Linked DNA regions of Sus scrofa: region 1 is linked to region 2. Evidence: chromatin contacts called from public promoter capture Hi-C data. All regions are on one chromosome and are shown on one strand. Each heading gives the region's core, a stretch centred on a gene start, on an enhancer-like site or on the middle of the called end of the contact. The rest is flanking DNA. Distances are from core to core; before and after follow the strand shown. Region 1 holds the start of SCAI (protein SCAI). Region 2 holds the start of RPL35 (ribosomal protein L35).

Region 1 (5,039 bases), core at 1,847-4,346, 220 kb before region 2:
AAATATACACCAAACACCAAAAAGAAGCATTTGGAAAGTCCCCTAGCATGAAGTCAAACACAATAGATTCTTGGGGAAGGTTGGTTCCTTATTCTCCTCTTACTAGTTTTCTGTTTCTTTGTCAATCACTTATATGTGCCTTTCTTTCCCTTGTGATAGTAAGCTTATGCTGGCTTGGGTCATGCAAATGTTTTCGTAATTCAAAAATGCATGAAATTTATGAATTTTTTTGTATCAACAAAATACTTACTATATAAGTATATTCCACTTAATCCATGAGCACCCACTATTCTCAGTACTTTTCTTTTCATCTTTTTGGGCTGCACCAGAGGGATACGGAGGTTCCCAGGCCAGGGGTCCAGTCAGAACTTCAGCTGCTGGCCTACACCAGACTCACAGCAATGCGGAATCTGAGCTGCGTGTGCAGCAAAGCTGGATCCTTAACCCACTCGCTGGTGGAGGCCAAGGATTGAAACCGCATCCTCATGGATGCTGGTCAGGTTTGCTAACTGCTGAGCCACGATGGGAACTCCAGTACTTTTCTTTTTATATAAATGGGAATGGAGGCATCATGGAATAGTGGAGAAAATAAAGTCTTTGGGGTCAATCTAGGTAAAACCCTCCGCTCTGCCAGGCAGTAATAGCAGCTAACATTTATTGAGCACACTTAGATAAATGGCCTATTTTGTGCCACCCGTACTATGGCTCTGACTGTAGTACCTCTTTTTTTTTTTTTCTTCTTCAGATGAGGAAACGGGCTTGGTATTAGAATAGGTAACTTGCCAAGGTTGCACAGGAGAGCTGGAACTTGGAGCCTCTAGAGCATCCTAGAATAGTACATCTTGGACTTCCCATTGTGGTGCAGCGGAAACAAATCTGACGAGGAACCATGAGGTTTCGGGTTCGATCCCTGGCCTCACTTAGTGGGTTAAGGATCTGGCATTGAAGTGGGCTGTGGTGTAGGTCGCAGATGCGGCTTGGATCCCTCGTTGCTGTGGCTCTGGCGTGGGCTAGCAGCTGTAGCTCCAATTCGACCCCTAGCCTGCACCTCTATGTGCCGTGGGTGTGGCCCTAAAAAGAAAGCCAAAACAAACAAAAAAAATCTGTGTCTAAAATAAGAGAATACCATACAGTGTTGATTTTAGGATTAAAGATAGCACACAGAAAAAGCCCAATCCTCGGCCCAAAACTGCCATTTATTGAGGGCACACTTACATACATTTGCCCACATTCCACGTAGTTGGGAAATAAAAATAATCCAAGGCAATATATAATTGCTGACATAGTGTAGTTTATTTAAGTACAACAAATGTGGAGAAGGAAATGTAGGATGGGGAAATTGGGGAAGACTTAGGAAGAGGAAGTGTGAATTAACGCACTAGAACAAGGGGCTGTGCATTTCTTATACAGTAAAAGAAGCAGGGGTTACTAGAACTTGGAGATGATAGGGAGATGGAATGTAAGGGTGCTTGGGAAAGCGTAAGAAATAAATAGCTGCAGCTCTGTTGACAATACCATGTATCAGAGAGGGGTTGGCCAATTGTGAAAAACCTTGAAAGCTAGGCGGGTGATTTTCATTCATACTTTAAGAAACATAATGAGTGATATTCAAGATTAGTGTCAGTAAGTTGATCCTCCCCACCAGCACTCTTCCTACCCCACCTCCCCCAGTCTTCTTTGACAAACTATTTGGGGGTTCTTTCCCTTTTCTAGCTTGGTGATAATAAGGGTGGATATTGTTGGTTGGGATTGAGGCTATTTGTGGTTCTGTAATTTTAGGATTATGTAAAATATTGGGGAGCCAACAGATGTTCAACCTTTTTTTTCCCCCGTCAAAGCCATTTTAGAAGTCCTATTATAGTTTACTATTTCATAGAAGGAAGGTCAGTTTTAACATCAAAAGATGTAAAAAGAGCCATCGCAGAGGACATCCCTTTATACCAAATAAATTTGGCTTTATGAAAAGCAGTCTCATTTTTGCCATTTGTGAAGATCAGTAAGAGACTTGTCCCCAACTTTTTGGTGTGTACAACTCGAAGACGTCACATTTTTGACGTGTAAAAGTGTGTTCTAATAAAACATGAGCTTAAAAGAAAGTTTTATGCCTCCTTCCAGCTCCAAAAAGATACCAAAGATCTACAGAACAAAAATCCCAGGGGAATGCAGAAAGGCTGAAGGAGATTCCACTTTAGAGGAAGAATTTTGTACATATGTTAATCAGTTATGTCTTATTTTCAAGGGTGGCCTTGTTAAAGTAGAAAAAAGCTAACTGATGTATTATGTTTATGTGCTGGTAGTCTTGCAGGCTTAGGTCTGTCAACACTAAAAATGCAAGGGAATTTTAAAAAATTGATTAGCTGGAGTAGAAGTCACAATCTGCAGTATCATTGGACAGTTAGCAACACATTCTATTTCGGCCTCTGAAAACGGTACACATTGTTATTGCTAACTGCATCAATTCTGTTTGAAGGGTTGATTTTCCTTTCTTGGTAATTAAAAAAAAAATCTCTTGCTTTTTTGGACGCCTGCACCCATGCTTGTTATCTCTTATACAGAGAATTGAGCATTTAACCCACGCTTCATTTTGATAGATTTTTAAGTTTTCTTTCTGGATCCTCTAGGAAGGGTATGGTATCTGAGCTCTGACCATTTCACCATGATGTAGTCAGGAACTGGATACGAGATGGTTCAAAATGAAGCTCATTTTGGAGACTCACCTCATTGTCACACCTGCCAGAGGCGTTTGGGAAATTGCAGCGCTTGGCTGTTGGTCCTGGCCTGGTTGCAGTGGAGGGGGTGCCAGCAGGTGTGTGGGATGCAGGACTCTGAGCCAGGAAAACCTGCCCGCAGGTGTCTGGGCGCCGGAGATGCAGTTTCTACTTTAGGCCGCACGGTGGCGCTTAGGTCTCCCCGGCCCTGCTAGCAGTCTCTAAGGCACCTCCGCCGCCACCTGCAGTCTCAACCAAACTCTAGGCGGTGGGATGTGACAGCCCGAGCGTCCAATCGGCCGCCAGGCTCTCGGCCACACTACGGCTCTAGCCAGTGGGAGCCGAGGAGAGGCGCGGAGGAGGCGGGCCCCGCCGCAAGCCTGGCAGAGGCGCGAGGCCCTCCTCCCGCCTCTCCGCCTACTCCAGCCTCCGCCGCCTCAGCTACCCGAGCGAGCCCTGCGGCCGCCGGAGCAGCTCCCGCGGCGGAGCAGGAGCCGGATGGTCAGAGGAGCCCGGCAGCCCCAGCAGCCGCGGAGTCGCCTGGCCCCTAGGTGGGGCGGGGCTGGGAGGAGGTCGGGGTTGGGGATGCGGTGGGGGCGCGGGAGCGGGCCCAGGGGCAGCAGCTCGCGCCGTGAAGCGTTCGGGGCGCCGAGACTGGAGGGGCGGGGGGTTCAGGCTGCGGGGAATTCGGGAGAAGCTTCGGGGCGGCGGAACGACTGGGCGGCGATCGCATCTTCTAGGCCGGATGAGAGGGGCGTGTAAGGGAAGGGGCGCCGAGGGGTGAGACTGGGGGCGCTGGGCCGGGAGGGGCAGGGCGCGCGCAGCCGGCGGAGGGGCCATGGAATGCGGGGTGCGCGGGGCCTGGAGGGGCGGGGCTCGGAGGGGCAGTGCATGGTCGAGAGCGGGTGGGCACGGGAAAGGGGAAGCCCGAGGGGCTTGCGGGGGTGATGAGGCAGACAATGAGTGGGTGGTGGTGGATGGTTTTGGGGAGCTGGGCTGTGACGAATAGGATCTGAGGATGGAGTGAGAGACCAGGAGGCAAAGCAGGGTTTGGGCTAAACAGACGTTAGGGGAACAGTGTATCCCAGGATTGCTTGGTCTCGGTAAATAGGGGAAGCGGAGCATAAGGCATTTGTCAAGTCAGGTATGGGTTTAGCGAGCCTGTAGTTCTGGAGGGTGGTGCATTGAGTTCTTGACTGGCACAGTAGGGCCCGCAGATGTGTCCTGGTATGTTACTTTTAGTTACCATCTTCTCTGTTTGGTCTGTAGACTGACTGGCACAGTGGAGAAACCACCTCGAAAACGGAAAAGCAGGTAAGGCAAAATACCTTCCTAATTTTGCTCTGTGTTTTTCCATTTGCTTCGCTGCACCTATGCTATACTGCATAATTATACACTGTCAGTAGATGAAGTTTTTTATTTAGCTCCTTTCTTAATGAATATAACTCTCTGCAAGCTCTCTCTTTTGAGGACTTCAAAGTACTACCTGTACACTTTTTTTGGTATCCAAGACTATGTGGGGAAGAGATGTAGGTAATTGAGAAGACCTCGTGTTTTTTTCCCTTTAGCCATGACTTCAGCTTCTCCACCAGCTTTCATTAAAAAGCTCATGTTTATTAAACATCTGCTATGTGCCAGGTACGAAGTGTGGGTGCTTATTTGTATTCTGTAATCCTCGAAGCACCCCCTCAAGGAAGTATGTACAATTGTCACTGTTTTTTACAGAAGAGAGAACTGAGGCACAAGAGAGGTCAAGCATTTACCCAAGATCACACACACACATCTCATGAAGATAGAACCAGGATTTGAATCTTGGTAGCCTGACTCCAGAACTGAAGCTCTCAACCATTATCCTATAATACTCCTAATAAATATACAATTGAAAATAGGTTGTCTTTATTGCTTTTTGCCCCCATTCTACATAGAGTCTAATAAATAATCAAACCATCGGAAAATAGAAGCAAAGGGCTTAAGCAGTCTGCAGCAAGTGCACTGTTCGTGAGTAGAGAAGAGCCTACATCCCGTTCCACAAACAGTACTGAGCACACGTGTCAGGTAGTACATAGCAGTTCTGTGTGGTCATTCAAAGATTCCTTTCTCACGGATGTGGGCATTGGCCTCGAGAAAATAAGTTGTAGTAGTGAGGATGTGACCGGTAGGACCACTGTAATAGTTAATATTTGCTGAGTTATTGACCTTTATATGCAGAAAAAAGTAGGTAGATAGGCAATGCTGATAGTGGAAGTCGTCAAGAGCCACAGTTCCTTTGTCACCCTTCAGGCCTGCACTGCCCGGTATGGTAGCAGTATATGGTTGTCAAATGCTCCAAAA
Region 2 (4,989 bases), core at 2,197-4,696:
GGCTCGGGGGCGGGAAGCGGCGACCCGGCACCTCCTCCACCTCCTCCGCGCGCAGCCGCAGCTGCCCGCCCACTTCCGGGCCACGCCGGAACCGGAAGTGCCGGTAGGAGGGATGGGCGGGGTGTGGCGGGAAGCGCCGAGAAGCTGTTCTGGAAGACGGCCTTGTGACTCTCTCCGGGACTCCTATCTTCGTGTAGCCTAAGTCTTCCTGACTGGGAAACAGGCGCCCAATCCCGCGAAGGCTCAGCACCTGGGCGGCGCCATAACTGCACTCTTCTTCGGCTTCGTTCCTGCACCGGAGGAGCCCCTGGCTCTGGAAGGGGCGAGGGCGTGCATGGTCGGGGACTCTGGGTGTCATCACTGTCCAGATTGAGGGGGCATGGGTCACCGGGAGAAGAGACCCAGCGCTGCCTGCCGAGTGCTGGATAGGTTTCTTGGAGAAGAAACCTATCCAGCTGAGGCCTGAAGGATGAGTAGTAGTTCTTGTGCCCAGGGAGTGACGTAGGGTTAGGAGAACGTATGGTCTCAGATTTTAGGAGTTTCGGACGCTACCTTACTGAGCTTAGAGGAGGTTGCTTTTGCCTTACTGTTGTAGTGACTCTTGTTAATGTACTGGGAGATTTTAAAGACGTTTAAAGTGTGTCCAGGGTGCTGACAAGACAGTGAAGGCATTTGGACCTCAGTATTCTGAGCCCTGCGCGTGAAGCAGTCACCTTGACCGAGGGGGAGGTGGGCAGGGATAGGGAGATGGCCCAGTGGCCACCCTTCTTGCGGAGGGCGAGGTCTTGGGGCCTGAGAAGTCTTGTCTGGCTGGAGCAGTAAGGGTCTCCCCAGTCTGAGATGGGGAAGGTTGAGCAGAGCACAAATACGGCAGAGTCAAGTGCTACTCTGTGGTGCGTGGGCTGTTGCTTGAGGGGTTCTGTTAATGAGCCTTAGCCTTAGACTACATTGGGTCTTCGTTTTCATATGATAGTACTCTTTTTTAATGAAGACCTGTAGTTAGTGAAATGACCCGTTTCATTGCTTCAAATACTTCTCATGAACTGTCTCTACAGATCAAAAAATTTTGCCAGACTAGGATGCTATCTAGGGTGTTAAAGACAGACTCCAACAGGAGTTCCCTGGTAGCTCAATGGGTTAAGGATCCAGCAGTCTTACTCCTGTGGCAAGGCTTCTATCCCTGGCCTGGGTACTTCCGCATGCAAAACAACAGCAAAAGACTCCTACAGTGGGATAGGTGCTGAATAAAAGTCCCAGGGGTCCTGGAAAACTTGCCTTTCAGCTCCATACCTTGAAAGAAATCTGTGTGACTCAGGCCACAATACAGCAGAAATTCATATTCCCAGAACATCCTGATCAGAAGGAACTTTAAGCCAGAAATGCTCACTTTTACAAGTAAGGAAAAAGCCCCCAAATAAACTGGTGAATGAAATAATGTCACTGGTTATGATCGTGGATTTCCATTCCAGTCAGGGAGGCAGAATTTTCAAAATCCATAGGATTCTATGTCAGGGATAACTGGTTGCTGAGGGGAAAAAAAAAAACCATGCAGTTCCTGAGAATACCTTAATGGTCAAGAGGTGGCCCTGAGGAGGTGACACTTAACAGGGACCTGAAGGAAGTTAAGGAGGGAGCCAAGCAAAGGTTCAAAGGCAGGGCAAGCTTGGTGTATTCCAGAAACAGTAAAGCCACACTGGAGCAGAAGAGGGAGAAGAAATGAGATGGAAGGGAGGTGGGGGCAGGAGCTGCTGTAGGGTGAGGCTTTGTAGGCTGAAGAAAGGATGTGGTCTTGACAGGCCCTTGAAATTCTGGGCAGAGCAGTGACACAATTTGACTCAAAATTGAAAAGGGTCCTTCTAGCAGCTGTACTGAGAACACATGGAGCAAGAGCCAAACTGGTGATTTAAGAGATGACACCAGTGGTCCCAGTGACAGTGGTGGCTCAGGCCTGGCAGGTGCCAATAAGAGAAATGGGATAAGTTTGGGTATTTTGAAGATAAAGGCTGTAGAATTTGGAAATGGATTGGATGTGGCATATAACAAACAGTAGTCATAGATGGCTTCAAGTTCCAAAAAGATGTACACAATCATTAACAGAACTATAAGCATTTAGAAAAACAGGACAGCCAAGTTCCTGTGCACCATTCAACTTCCATGTAAAACTAATCCTTACCAGCACTGTCCTCTGCCCTCTCTTCCCTAGTTCCCTCCACTTCCTGGAAGTCTTGCCTCATTGTGGTCTGAGGCAATGCTTCTTAATTCAATTCATCCAACAAGTATTCATGTGCTGGGCCTGGAGTCTAGAAAAAATAAACCAGGTGTTCGCCATGGTTCTGCCCTTGGGGAACTAACTTCCAGGCTGGCTGTGGAGATAAACACATAACTTTCATTTTAATTCAGTGTGTTTGGAGCTAAAGAGAGGATTGCACAGAAAGCTTCAGACACAAGCAGAGGCTCCCTGGAGGTGACACCTGACAGCAACAGGGGGCAACCTGGCTTTAATGAGAGCTCTAAGACATGCGGATGAGTCTTTGTTAAGGGCAGTAGAGTGACACTAGAGCACTGACTGATACACATTTGCTGGTTGGAGCAACGATAAAACTGTCCAGTTAGAAAGCTTGATCACTTTCCCTTCCCTTTAGCTTTCAGGGCCCCCTCAAGTGTTCATTAAACTGGGAGCATTAATATGGATAATACTTTGAGCAATTGTTACACATCAGGTCTTGGACTAGAGTTTTACATGTCATTTTCCTGATCCTCACAAATACCACACTTCACAGGTGAGAAAACTGACACTCAGGGGAAGGGATTTGATTTGCCTAGAGTCTCAGCTAGCTCCAAGCAACAGAGTAAGAATTTGAAACCGGGTCAGGTTCACTAAAAAAGCCATGACTGCTCTTGACCTTACCACTGGCTGCCTCCACTAGAATATTTATGCAGTTGGATTATACCTGTCTGACCCCGGTCCTCCCCGCCCACCTTGAAGTTCAAGTTCCCTCAAGGGAGGGGGGCCATGTTAATTCATCTTTGAAAACCCCAACCTTCATCCCCTATATTCCGGAACACTGGTTCCTAGCTGGAAGTAGTGCAGACTGGGCGATCAGCAAAGATTTACCGAATGAATGAATGAAGAAATAAATGAATCCGTCTTCACTCTGCCATCTCTGGCAAATTGCCCCTCACCCCAGGCCTCGCTTACCCCACTGCGTTGCTCAGGGCATTAGACCAAATCTAAGGAAGAGGCGAGCACTGCTGGGCGGGGCTCCGGCTCCCCGGAGCAGAGCTGGACTAACTTTACCACTCATTACTCGCGGCGCGCCAGTAGGGCTGGAAGTAGCAGGGAGGAGCTGGAGCTCCCCGGCCGCGGAGCCACTGGCCACGCCCACCGCTACCCGGCAGTAGTTGCCGAGGTCAGCCCCGCCTCTTCCTCTTTCCCTCCAAGAAGGCGGCGGCGGCAGCTTGCACAGCCATGGTGAGGGCCGGGGTATCGGGTGCCATCTGCGCGTTGTGGGGCTCGGGGGCTGGGGTGGGGGCCGCGAGGCGAGTCCTGGGAGCTCATCTGCCAGCCTGGCCTGTGGGACGCTGTGCGGAATGGCCTAGCATCGCCCCAGCCGGCTTCTCGCCTTCCACCAGAGGCCTGGGCCCGGAGAGGTGCTCGTTGCCTGGGCCTCTGTCTTTCCTTCTGCGGAATAGGGGTGGCAGCCCGTCTCGAAGCAGGCCTGGGCGAGACCGCGTCTGCTGGAGCCTGGGTTGCCCTGCCCAAGGCGCGGTCGTGCAGGCCCTCCAGCGCACCCTTGGCCCAGTGCGAGGCGCGCGCCCCGAGGGGCTGATCACGACGCGGGAGGAGGGGAGGACGGGAGGTGGAGGCCTCGGTAAGCGGCCGTGGGGCAGACGGCCCTGCAGGTGTTTGACCAGACTTTACTCTTTCTTGCGCGCAGGCCAAGATTAAGGCTCGAGACCTTCGGGGCAAGAAGAAGGAGGAGCTGCTGAAACAACTGGAGGACCTGAAGGTGGAGCTGTCCCAACTGCGCGTCGCGAAAGTGACAGGCGGGGCGGCTTCCAAACTCTCCAAGATGTAAGTGACGGATGTTCAGACCACGGCCCTCTGGGTGTGGGGGATACAAAAGCATTGGGAGCGTTTTAAGTGCCTATTGCATGGATCTGTGGGTGGGAACATCACGCCCTTTCTAGCCATCCTCTCCCGGCTCCCCTTGCTCAGGCCGAGGCGCCTGGAGACCCGCTGCCTTTACCTGCATTTGACCCTGTGGTCCTTTTGCCTGACACCTCCTTGGGCCTGTCTGGCTGGGGAAAGAACTGGCTGTCCCTGAAGACCTGTTTTAATGCTGCCTCCGAATATCTAACTGGAGCCCATTCTCCTACCTCCTACCAGCACTTGATTTTTGTCTTATCTCTCCTCACTTGGTTGCACCTCTTACTTGAGTTGTAGTGTAGCTGCTGTATGTGGAGCAAAAACCAAGCCTCGTGAAAGGAACATGGGTTTGGAGTTAGTCAACTTGGGCATAAAAATTCTGCTTCTGCCACATCTAACCTTCTGGACAGGTTGCCTGATCACTAAGGGTTTTTTCCCTTTCTATAAAATGGGTCCCCAGTAATTTTCTTATGTTAGTGTGCAAGCAACTTCTGTGGATCCTCAAGAGCGGTTTACCGTTAACTGAGTGGCCCTCATCCTGCTACATGCCTCATATTCAACATGATTAAAAATTCGCTTATCCAGCCTGTTCCTCATTTCAGCCTCCCCACTCATCCACCCCATCCCTAGCATTTCTGTTTCTCAGATGTCTCATTTTCCCTCCCAAGTGGCTCCTCCTATGACCCCCTGAACTGAACTTGGTTGCCCAGCTTGTGGCATGAGTCCCTCCAGTCAGCTCATTCAAATCAACATTGATTAGGTCTTCTTTATAGATTTCAGGATGTATGACCTGGGGTGGAATGTCTTTCCTGATCTGCCCTCCACCTCTTCTCATTAAG

The links. Promoter capture Hi-C pulls out the DNA fragments that hold promoters and counts their contacts.
Region 1: a promoter capture Hi-C map of fetal liver shows a contact between it and region 2, with 2.6 times the contacts expected there. The contact joins the promoter of SCAI here to the promoter of RPL35 in region 2. A contact is called at or near these places in 2 of 5 promoter capture datasets (fetal liver and fetal skeletal muscle) and 1 of 2 datasets of contacts at active chromatin or transcription factors (alveolar macrophages).

Annotation. Positions count from the first base shown.
Region 1 is chr1:265,865,156-265,870,194 of Sscrofa11.1, reverse strand. SCAI (protein SCAI) reads left to right here and starts at 3,096. Exons shown (of 18, transcript XM_021068616.1): 1 at 3,096-3,259; 2 at 3,978-4,022. The coding sequence starts at 3,207.
Region 2 is chr1:265,640,735-265,645,723 of Sscrofa11.1, reverse strand. RPL35 (ribosomal protein L35) reads left to right here and starts at 3,446. Exons shown (of 4, transcript NM_214326.2): 1 at 3,446-3,472; 2 at 3,939-4,075. The coding sequence starts at 3,470.